Linked DNA regions of Mus musculus: region 2 is linked to region 1. The links are chromatin contacts, called in public Hi-C maps. All regions are on one chromosome and are shown on one strand. Each heading gives the region's core, a stretch centred on a gene start, on an enhancer-like site or on the middle of the called end of the contact. The rest is flanking DNA. Distances are from core to core; before and after follow the strand shown.

Region 1 (5,471 bases), core at 66-2,565:
GAGGGAAGAAGGAAAAGAGAGAGAATATTAACTTAGCTTTCCACTGGGGTGTGGGAGTATCCCAACAACCACAGCAGGTGCTAAGGAAACATTTGTCATGAAGTCATTGCACATAATCATCTTTTACCTCATATCAATAGACCATGTGTTAGAGAGACCACCAGTTAGGAAGAAGAAGACCAAAGAGGCAGTCACCAAACACTGGGTAAGAAAGTCACAAAAGGAAATAACAAAGAGAACCACATTTATAAAGTCCACCAGGAGTGGTACAACTAAAAATCACACTTGTGGAGGAAGCAGTTGTCCCAGATACCTGGCTACATCTCACTGAGCTCTCAACTGCACATGTGCATGTGCACACACAACACATATACACACACACATACACATATTTACACATACACATATATACACACATGCACAAATACACACACATACATATAATACACACATGCACAAATACACACACATACATATAATACACATATATGCACATATATACAAACTTTCACACACATACATACACATACGCATATACATACACAAATACATACACATACATCTACATACACATACACAAATACACACATACATATACACACACACACATATACATACACACGCATACATACATATATACACATTATACACATATAAACAAATATATGTGTGTACACACATACATATATAAACAAATACACATACATATATGCACACACATACATACACACATATGTATACACACACATACACACACACACACACACACACACACACACACACGAACACAGACACACACAGACACACACACACTCGGTAGCTGGGCAGGTAGAGAGGGATGTGGAAACCCTGCGTCTGAGGAGAGGAAGAAGCAGAACAAATTGGGTTGTCTGCCATCCCATATATGGCTCTCTACAGTCATGGAATAGCAGGATTCTATCCTGCCCACCCCTACCCCCACCCTCTGAGACACTTTCTCTTAGATGCTGTGACATGGGATATTGGCTGTGTGGTTGACGGTTGACTGAATCATTTCTGAGGGACTGGAGCCTGAGTGCTCAGTTTTTCTGGTAACCACTGGAGGGCCCCAAAGGTAAGTTTATAGACAATCACCAGGTATTACTTAAACGCTTTTTTTTTTTTTTTTTTTTTGCTTTGGTTTTTGGCTCCTTCTGAAGTTTGATCAGCTCCAGGCCTTTGGGGAGTTGGTGAGCAGCTATCTAACTCTTAAAAATGAGAGATGAATAACATTTGGCTGGAACAGACTTGAGTCAACTTTGGGCAGAGGTCACACGAGGATCTTGCCACACAGTTCTCTATGTAACCCTGAGGCCAGGCCGCCCACAATGTGCTTTGTGGACATGTCCTGAGCCCACACAGAGCTCCTTCAATCCACTTGCACCTTGACCCACAGCACTGTATATGTATTGTGTCAACTGCATGGATCACCAACCCCTCCTGCTCTCTGCTTTGGACTCTGTCCCAGGAGCCAGGCAAAGACTGAATTCACTCCCTGCTGGAGCCTGGAAATATCTCCACAGAAGACCCCTGAGGTTTTTATTCTCATTCTATCCTAAAGCAGGGAGCACTCTCAAGAAAGATGAAGGAGGTTTGGGTTCACAGGCACATGGGGCTACAGGGCTTCTACCCTGCATGAGGCATTCAAAGTTTAAAATACAGAGTGATTGCCATGGCGAGCCCCACAGAGGAGATGTCAGAATTTTGTTTCTAAGCACAAAGAGACTCTGAGCCAGTTCCAGGGGTTTTCCTGCCTCTGTCTCCCCTGCAGGAGAAAGAGAGAACAGGTGTGCTCCACTGAACTTGGACTGCTCTCTCTCCCTCCCTCCCTCCTTCCCTTCCTCCTTTTCTTCCTTCCTTCCTTCCTTCCTTCCTTCCTTCCTTCCTTCCTTCCTTCCTTCCTTCCTTCCTTCCCTTCCTCTTCTCTCTCTTTTTTCTTTTTCCTTTTTTAACATGTGCTGAGAATCTAGCTCAGTCTTCATGTTTATGCTGAGTCATTTCCCAGCCTCACAGTGATTTAATGTTATGAACCACAAAAGTGAGAGACAAACCTCAAGAGTAGAGTAGACAACTCTACTCTTGAGTTGAGTGGGTGTCCCTCCTGGTTCAGGTTCAGGCTCAGGGGTCCGGTTATAAGTCACACACCTACAGGCCAGGTAGTCATTTCCAGTCTAACAAAGAAATGAGAAGAAATGCTGGTCTATAAGTCTTGCTTCTAGTGACAGCAAGCTCCACCAATTTCCATAGCTCTTGGAAGCCCATGGTTTGCCGTTCTTACACATGACCTGGTTCTGCTTGGATGGCATGGGAAGCTAGCTGAATCCATTTCTTGTCTGAGCCACCGTCTCGGCCAAGTGACAGGGTGAAAAGGCCCTTCAGACATGGCCCAGAATCCAAGCAGCTGTCTCTACTGTCTAAGTATTAATGGCTTAGTTCACTCACAGAGGAGAGAGGCATGTAATGCCCAACAAGCTTAGCCTGATCTGGGGTTCAATTTGAGTTAATCGGCACTGCTTCTGGAATATGCCTATGTGGGTTTTTCTCAGTAAGTGCAGTCAGCAAGTCTGAACGGAGCTCTCCTATGCCGACCCACACAGATCAACTTGGACTTTGCGACATTGCATCATCATAAGAGGACTTCAGGGTGCTCTGAGCCAAGTAGAATTGGCTAAATGGTTAACACATGACTTTAGGAAAAAGCATGGGCACTTCTCAGAGGACGATGGGGCTAAAAACACTGTGGCTACCTCATCTCAAAACCTGAGTGAAATTAAGCCCAGAAACCCTTCATTTCTCAATCATAAGTAAGGATAAAAATTATAAGCAGGAACTAGGATTCATGGGAGACAGAGCCACAGAAGAATCTTTTGGCAGCTTACCAGGTCCTCCTGATAGATGTATTTGAATGTAAACATGAGCTTTGAACCCAAGATGTAAAATGGGGCAGAATTGTTGCCAGTTAAATAGAAAGAAGGTAAATCACCGACATTCTTCACACTTCCGTTAGAGGGCATTCTTGCCTCACAGATGCCTGGGTGTGTTTATCACAGAGAGTGTTTTCTTCCAGGTCTGCAGGTCTGCATTATAGGTGGTCTAAACTGGCAGACTCCATGCCAGGCAAGGCACGCAAAGCTGGGGGGGGGCGGATAATGTGACATTTCTTCCTGCTTTCACATACCCAAGGTAATAGAAATCAGCTTGGCTCAAAACTGTGCTCCTGAGCTCCAGTTCTCCACTCTGTCCCCAACCCCACCCCCACCCCCACCCAGACCCCAAACCTTGTGCACTGCACTGCCAGGGACTGCCAGAGCCTTCCCCAGGGAAGCTGAAATCATGAGAGCCGCTTGATTATTCAGGGAGATTTTGTAAATGCAGCCAAGGAACAGGAAGGTGCCTCAAGTCCTGGGGGAGTGAGGGGCTTTCCTCTCCCTGGGCAGTCACCAGGGCCGCACATAGGGAAGAAAGCCAACAGAAAGCCGTGCATCTTTTGTAACTCCAGAATACCCCAGTGCCAGGATGTCTCCCAGGCAGAGGCTTCCCGAACTCTGAGGCCTCCCACAGGCCAGGCTTCTGTGTGTATGTGAGAAAGGAGCATATGTTGAGTCATACACATACCCACCTAAAGGAGAACGCAGAACACCGTGGCTCTAGAGTTGTTTGTAGAGTGCTCAGTTCTAAAGCCTTAGGCATGAGAATTGGTGTGAACCATGGTGTTGATCTCTCCCAAGGCCTGGCATGATGATGCTTGCTGCCACTGCTTCCAAAGTCTGGCATGATGATGCTTGCTGATGCTGCAGTGAGCAGAAATGCCTAAATACTAAGGGAAAGGGAAACACTTTGTGTGCTGACCACAATGTGGTACTGAGGCACAGGTGGGAGAGGATGAGACATGGGACCAGGAAGCTGCCCCTGTTACATAGGCATACAACCATTGGGTCCTAAACACAGAAGAGAGAGTCCCTTGGCCTTTAACACTGGAGGAGTGCAGGGTAGAGCAAGAAACTTGGGAGTTCTCAAGGCTGACTCTCAACTGCCTCAGTCCAGTTCCCCGTGTTTATGCTTGTAAACAGAAAAGCAGATTGACACAACACTGAGGATAACCTCCTCTACCCTTCTCCTCTCACTCTCCAAACACACACACACACACACACACACACACACACACACACACGCACACACACACATGTATACACATACATGCACATATACACACATACACATGTGCACACACATTCACACATATACACAGGAACACACATACATATGTGCACACACATGCACATATATACACATACACACATATACATGCACACACACATACTCATGTGCACACACATTCACACAGATACACATGTACACACATGCACATGTATACACATATATACACATATACATGCACACACATACTCATGTGCACACACATTCACACACATACACATGTACACACATACACATGTGTATACACACATGCACAAACATACACATATATATGCACATACACTGATGTATGTGACAACTTTGGGTGTCATTCCTTGTTTTTGTGATCTTTGTTTTTGAAACAGAGTTTCTCATTGAATCTCACCAACTAGGTTAGGCTGGGCAGTGCCCCAAGTATCTGCTTGTCTGAGCTGGGATTTCAAGAATGCTGCCCATGTGATTACTAAACCCTGTGCTTGGGCAACAAGCACTTGACCAACTGACCAGCTCAACACCCTGGCTCAACAGTGAGGACTTGGTGTCAAGGCAGTAGCTAGGATTTACCAGTGTTAGAGCATTATTACAGAGAATATTTATCTTCAGGTGACTATAGAAAATCATGTCAAAACAGTACTAGGGGAAAAAAAGCTTTTATGAGATTCTTAAAGTACAGAACTGGCAGAGGACCCACAAATGCCAAGCGAACCTGAATGACTCAGTGTCTCTCTAATGGGCTTAGGTTGGAGACCCTGGGCAGGAAAATAAAGCCTTCAGCAAGCACTTGGGAGGGCAGGGCCCTTGGCAAGGTCCTCATGTAAAGTCATCCCATAATTATAGTCTTGGAGGAGAGAGCCTTGTTCTCTCCCTGCACCCTGTAAGCCCCTGGGTTTTCAGCTAAGTCTTCTGGCCTTGCTTTCATTTGGGTTCTGTAGCAACACAGCACCTTTGGCCCAAACCTCTCCCTTTCTATTTTTAAAAAAGAAAGGACTTAGGAGTCCTGGGGAACCTGTAATTGACAAAGCACTTAGAGTCATCAAATCCACCCCCAAGGCATGGATGCAGCCAGGCTCCTGCTGCAGATTTTAATGTCTTACCACAGCACTAAGGGCTTCTGTTATGTGCAGTCTGGTCACCATGGTTCCCTGATCGCTGGTGTTTTATATCTCACCTAAAGTAGAGGTGGGCGTGCCCAGAGTGTTTTGAGCTTGTGTTGAGAAACATGGCAGGACTTGCCAGTATAGAACCCTCTGGAACCC
Region 2 (5,147 bases), core at 2,326-4,825, 170 kb before region 1:
ATGAGGCACTGAGTGTGAACAGCAGACATGCTGGAATCACCGGCTGCTGCTCGCTCTGGGGGATGCCCCGAGTGAGGGGAAGGACTCCAGGGTGGGGAGTGTGCTCCCCCGACCTTCTTCTGCATTTCTGAGTTGGTTTTGTCTGTCCGTTAGAAAACAGGCATCTGTCAGTGTGTGTATGTGTGTTTTCTGTGTGTTTGTCTCGTGTTTTACATGGTGTAAACAATGGGGCAGACTGAAACGACCCCCCTAAATTTGACTTTAGACCACTGGACTGAAGTTAGATCAAGGGCCCATAATCTTTTAGTAGAAATTAAGAAAGGACCTTGGCAGACGTTTTGTGCCTCTGAGTGGCCAGCTTTTGATGTAGGATGGCCACTGGAGGGGACTTTTGATTTGACTCTTATTTTTGAAGTTAAAGCCATTGTCTTTCAGAGTACACCTGGGTCCTACCCAGATCAACAGCCTTACATTACTGGCAGGACCTCGTCCAGAATCCTCCACCTTGGGTCAAACCATGGATTCCCCAGCGTAGGTCAGGCTCCAAAGCCCTGACTCTGTGAGAAATAAAAATGAAACCACAGGCTCCACCTGAAATGGAGCCTCCTCTTCAACCTACAGCTCCCCCCAAGATCTATCCTGAAATTGAAGGGCCTCCTGAGTGGCCAGAGTCCCCTCCCCCTCCTCCCTATCTTCTGCCTCCACAGGTCCCTGCACCCAGCTCTGGGATTGCTGCGAGTGCAGTGGGAGGACCAGCGGCTGGGACCCAGAGCCAACGAGCCCAGAGTCCCCCAGCAGATAGAGTTCCTGACACTACTCTGCTTTTCCTTTGCAAGCTGTGGGTGACCCAGAGTCTCTGCAGACCCTCCAATATTGGCCTTTCTCATTGGCTGATCTGTATAATTGGAAAGCTAACCATGTCTCCTTTTCTGAGAATACGGCCAGCCTTACGGGGCTGGTAGAGTCTCTCATGTTTTCTCATCAACCCACTTGGGATGATTGTCAGCAGCTCCTCCAGGTTCTGTTTACCACTGAAGAAAAAGAGCGCATTCTCCTGGAGGCTCAGAAAAACGTTCCTGGAGTGAATGGAGTCCCAGCCAACCTACCTAATGAGATTAATGCTGGGTTCAGTCTGGATTGACGAGATTGGAACTACAACATGGCTCAAGGTAGGGAGAGGTTGGCAGTTTACTGCCAGGCTCTGGTCGCAGGTCTAAAGGGAGCGGCGAGATGCCCCACCAATTTGGCTAAGGTAAGGGAGGTGATGCAGGGCCCTACCGAGCCGCCATCTGTTTTTCTGGAAAGATTAATGGAAGCTTATAGATGCTTTACTCCTTTTGACCCGACCTCTGAGAGCCAACAAGCCGCAGTTGCTATGGCTTTTATTGGGCAATCAGCATCAGATATTAAGAGAAAGTTACAGAGACTAGAAGGATTACATGCCATGGCTTTACAAGATTTAGTTAAGGAGGCAGAAAAGGTGTATCACAAGAGAGAAACAGAGGAAGAAGAGAGAGAGAGGGAAAAGCGAGAAGAAGAAGAGAGGGAAAATAAGAGGGAAAGAAGACAGGAGAGGAATTTAAGCAGGATTTTGGCCGCAGTAGTAGGGGAATGTGAAGGAAGGAATAGGCCAGAGAATAGACAGACAGGGTACCTGGGCAACAAGGAACCCAGACCTGAAGGAAGAAGATCCGTCCAGAAGATTTTAGAGAAGGACCAATGTGCCTATTGCAAGGAAAAAGGACACTGGGCACGGGAATGCCCAAAGAAGAAGGGTAGGGCCCCTAAGGTCCTGACTCTGAAAGATGACGAATAGGGGAGATGGGGCTCAGACCTCCTCCCCGAGCCTAGGGTAACCCTGATGGTGGAGGGGACCCCCATGGACTTTTTAATTGACACAGGGGCAGAGAATTCTGTGTTGAAACATCCACTGGGAAAATTAAAAAATAAAAGAACCATAGTGATTGGAGCCACTGGTCAGAAACAATACCCCTGACCACTGCACGCACTGTAGATCTGGGGAAAGGCCAAGTGAGTCATTCCTTCTTGGTCATTCCTGAATGTCCCACACCGCTTTTAGGAAGAGATCTTCTGACTAAATTAAAGGCCCAGATCAGATTTACCCAAGAAGGGCCGAGAGTAAGTTGGGAATCTTCCACCTCCATAGTCTTAGCCCTGCAGTTTGAGGAAGAATACTGATTGCATGAAGGCATAAAGCAAACAGAGGTGCCAGACCTAAAAGACTGGTTGACTGCTTTCCCTAGAGCATGGGCAGAGACTGGAGGCATGGGAATGGCTGTCAGAGTTCCCCCTGTGGTTGTGGGACTGAAGACGAATGCAACCCCTATAGGAGTTCGACAATACCCAATGAGCCGTGAAGCAAGAGATGGAATCAGGCCACATATTCAGAGACTATTACAATTAGATATTTTGGTACCTTGCCAGTCACCCTGGAATACTCCTTTACTGACGGTAAAGAAACCTGGCACAAGTGACTACCGACCAGTCCAAGACCTGAGAGAGGTCAATAAGAGGGTCCAAGATATTCACCCAACTGTTCCTAATCCCTATAACCTCCTCAGCTCACTCTCTCCGGAGTGAAAATAGTACACAGTACTTGATTTAAAAGATGCTTTCTTTTGCCTGAAGTTACATCCCTCCAGCCAGCCCATATTCGCCTTTGAGTGGAGAGATCCTGAGACTGGACAAATGGGACATTTGACCTGGACACGGTTACCCCAGGGGTTCAAAAACTTCTCCACCCTTTTTGATGAGGCTCTACATCGAGATTTAGCCTCCTTCCGAGCTGGAAACTCCCAGATAACTCTGCTTTAATATGTTGATGACTTGCTCCTTGCTGCAACCACTGAGAGAGAATGCTGGCAGGGGACCAAGAGATTGCTAGCAGAACTGGGTGAGTTGGGTTACCGGGCCTCTTCTAAAAAAGCCCAGCTATGTCAGATGGAAGTAGTCTACTTGGGATATACCCTCTGGGATGGAAAACGGTGGCTGACAGAGGCTAGAAAAAGGACTGTGACTCAAATACCAACACCGGCTACTCCAAGAAAGGTGAGAGAATTCTTGGGCACCGCTGGGTTCTGCAGACTTTGAATACCTGGGTTTGCAACACTGGCCGCCCCCCTGTACCCCCTGACCAAGGAAAGTGGAGAATTCAGATGGACATCAGAACATCAGAAAGGCTTTGAAAATATTAAGGAGGCCCTGCTGACTGCACCAGCCTTGGCATTGCCAGATCTAACCAAGCCCTTCATCCTCTATGTTGATAAGAGGGCGGGGGTGGCCAGGGGAGTTCTTACTCAGGCTCTAGGGCCGTGGAAGAGGCCGGTGGCATATTTGTCTAAGAAGCTGGACCCAGTGGCCAGCAGATGGCCCACATGTTTAAAGGCTGTTGCTGCAGTAGCCCTACTCGTTAAAGATGCTGACAAATTAACTCTGGGACAGCAAATAACTGTGGTAGCCCCCCACTCTCTTGAAAGCATTATCCGCCAGCCTCCAGACCGATGGATGACAAATGTCCGGATGACTCACTACCAGAGTCTGCTGCTGACTGAACGGGTTGTGTTTGCTCCTCCTGCTATTCTCAACCCTGCCATCTTCCTGCCTGAAATGGATGATTCCTCACCCGTTCACTGCTGTGCAGACATCCTTGCGGAGGAAATTGGGATCTGAAGTGATCTACGTGACCAGCCGTGGCCAGGTGTTCCAAACTGATACACAGACGGAAGCAGTTTCCTAGTAGAAGGTAAGAGGATGGCAGGGGCGGCAATGGTAGATGGTAAGTGAGTCGTGTGGGCTGGCAGCCTGCCAGAAGGTACATCAGCTCAAAAAGCTGAATTAATTGCCCTGACCCAGGCCCTTCAGATGGCTGAGGGGAAGTCCATCAACATTTATACCGATAGCAGGTATGCTTTTGCTACAGCCCACGTCCACTGTGCCATCTATACACAAAGAGGGTTGCTGCTGTCAGCAGGCAAGGACATAAAAAATAAAGAGGAGATTCTGAGCCTCCTTGAGGCTATTCATCTGCCTGCCAATGTGGCCATTATACATTTTCCTGGACATCAAAAAGGACACGATGCTGTGACAAGGGGGAATAACATGGCTGATGTTAAAGCTAAACAGGCTGTCCTAAGATACTGCCCTTCAGGACTCAACAGATAGAACCTCTCCAGAAAGTTGCTCTGCCAAAACTGGAACTGTGCAGCCAGAGTTTTGAGTATACCCCTGAAGATATAAAACTAATGACCTTTGTTAGAGAGAGGATTGGTGATATAAAACTGAAGATATAAAACTAATGACCTTTGTTAGAGAGAGGATTGGTGCCATCCAGCTGTTAGTATTAATACAACAATACCAGAACCTTGAAGAAGAGGTTGCAGTTTAGTTCTAAGATTAGAACTAGTAACTAGAAGAAGTGGGGAATGAAAGATCCTGACAGAATGTAAAAGGTCACATAAGCCCTGAAATTGGCAAAATAGATTTCATTGTTAGTAGAACTAGCTTCACTGATTTAGAAAAATAGAGGTGCACAATGCTCTGGCCGCTCCTCGAACCTGTGTGTCTGCCAATGTTCTGACCAGGTGTGTGCCCATTGCTGCACCTCACTGCCAGGTGTTTGTGATATTGGTTGCTGGGAAAGAGTCAGGAAATCTCCCCAGCAACCATAGTCAGGGCCAATCCAGAGTGCTGCACCTTCATTAGACTCTTTCCTTGTTTCCCTCCCATGCCCATTTCTTGAGGAATCAATCATTTTAGAATAGATATTGTTTAGATCTGGAAATCCCCTACTCCCCCCTTCTTCCCCCCTGAGGGCCTATAAAAACTGGGTCTTCTTTCCCCTCGAGGTCGACTCCTCTACCTCTGTGTGGGATATGAGTCGTCCCCAGAGCTCTGGCTTTCCCCGAGTAAAGCCTCAAGTGGTTTGCAACAAGCTCAGTCTATCATGAGTTGTTGGGTGTCCGCTATTGTCCTGAGGCCTGAGCAAGAGGCTCCTTTCGGAGTCTTTCAATCCAAAGTCAGATACTATTCTGAAAACATGTAAAACTGGGTCCATTCTGCTGCAGACCCTCTGGGTCCCTGTGTCTGCGTGGAACGGGTCTCTGGGGCAGATGGGCAAAGCATCAGAT

Evidence for each region. Hi-C and Micro-C count contacts between places; a contact is called where the count stands out from the background.
Region 2: a Hi-C map of pancreatic cancer cells shows a contact between it and region 1, with 2.2 times the contacts expected there. The contact joins two enhancer-like sites. A contact is called at or near these places in 1 of 15 datasets of contacts at CTCF or cohesin (the NIH/3T3 cell line), 22 of 484 Hi-C or Micro-C datasets (the C2C12 cell line, the G1E-ER4 cell line, the HPC-7 cell line and 10 more) and 4 of 115 datasets of contacts at active chromatin or transcription factors (embryonic fibroblasts, embryonic stem cells and liver).

The regions. Positions count from the first base shown.
Region 1 is chr6:147,951,040-147,956,510 of GRCm38.p6, reverse strand. No RefSeq gene overlaps it. Among named protein-coding and RNA genes, the nearest start is that of Far2, 94 kb to the left of the region's middle. Within about 2 kb of position 1,315, at least 31 of the 459 cell types and tissues checked have an H3K27ac peak or open chromatin away from gene starts, as enhancers often do. A contact at or near this core is called in the C2C12 cell line and pancreatic cancer cells, where this site is marked.
Region 2 is chr6:148,125,474-148,130,620 of GRCm38.p6, reverse strand. The region is part of intron 1 of Far2 (fatty acyl CoA reductase 2); the gene reads right to left. Among named protein-coding and RNA genes, the nearest start is that of Far2os1, 60 kb to the right of the region's middle. Within about 2 kb of position 3,575, at least 12 of the 459 cell types and tissues checked have an H3K27ac peak or open chromatin away from gene starts, as enhancers often do. A contact at or near this core is called in the C2C12 cell line and pancreatic cancer cells, where this site is marked.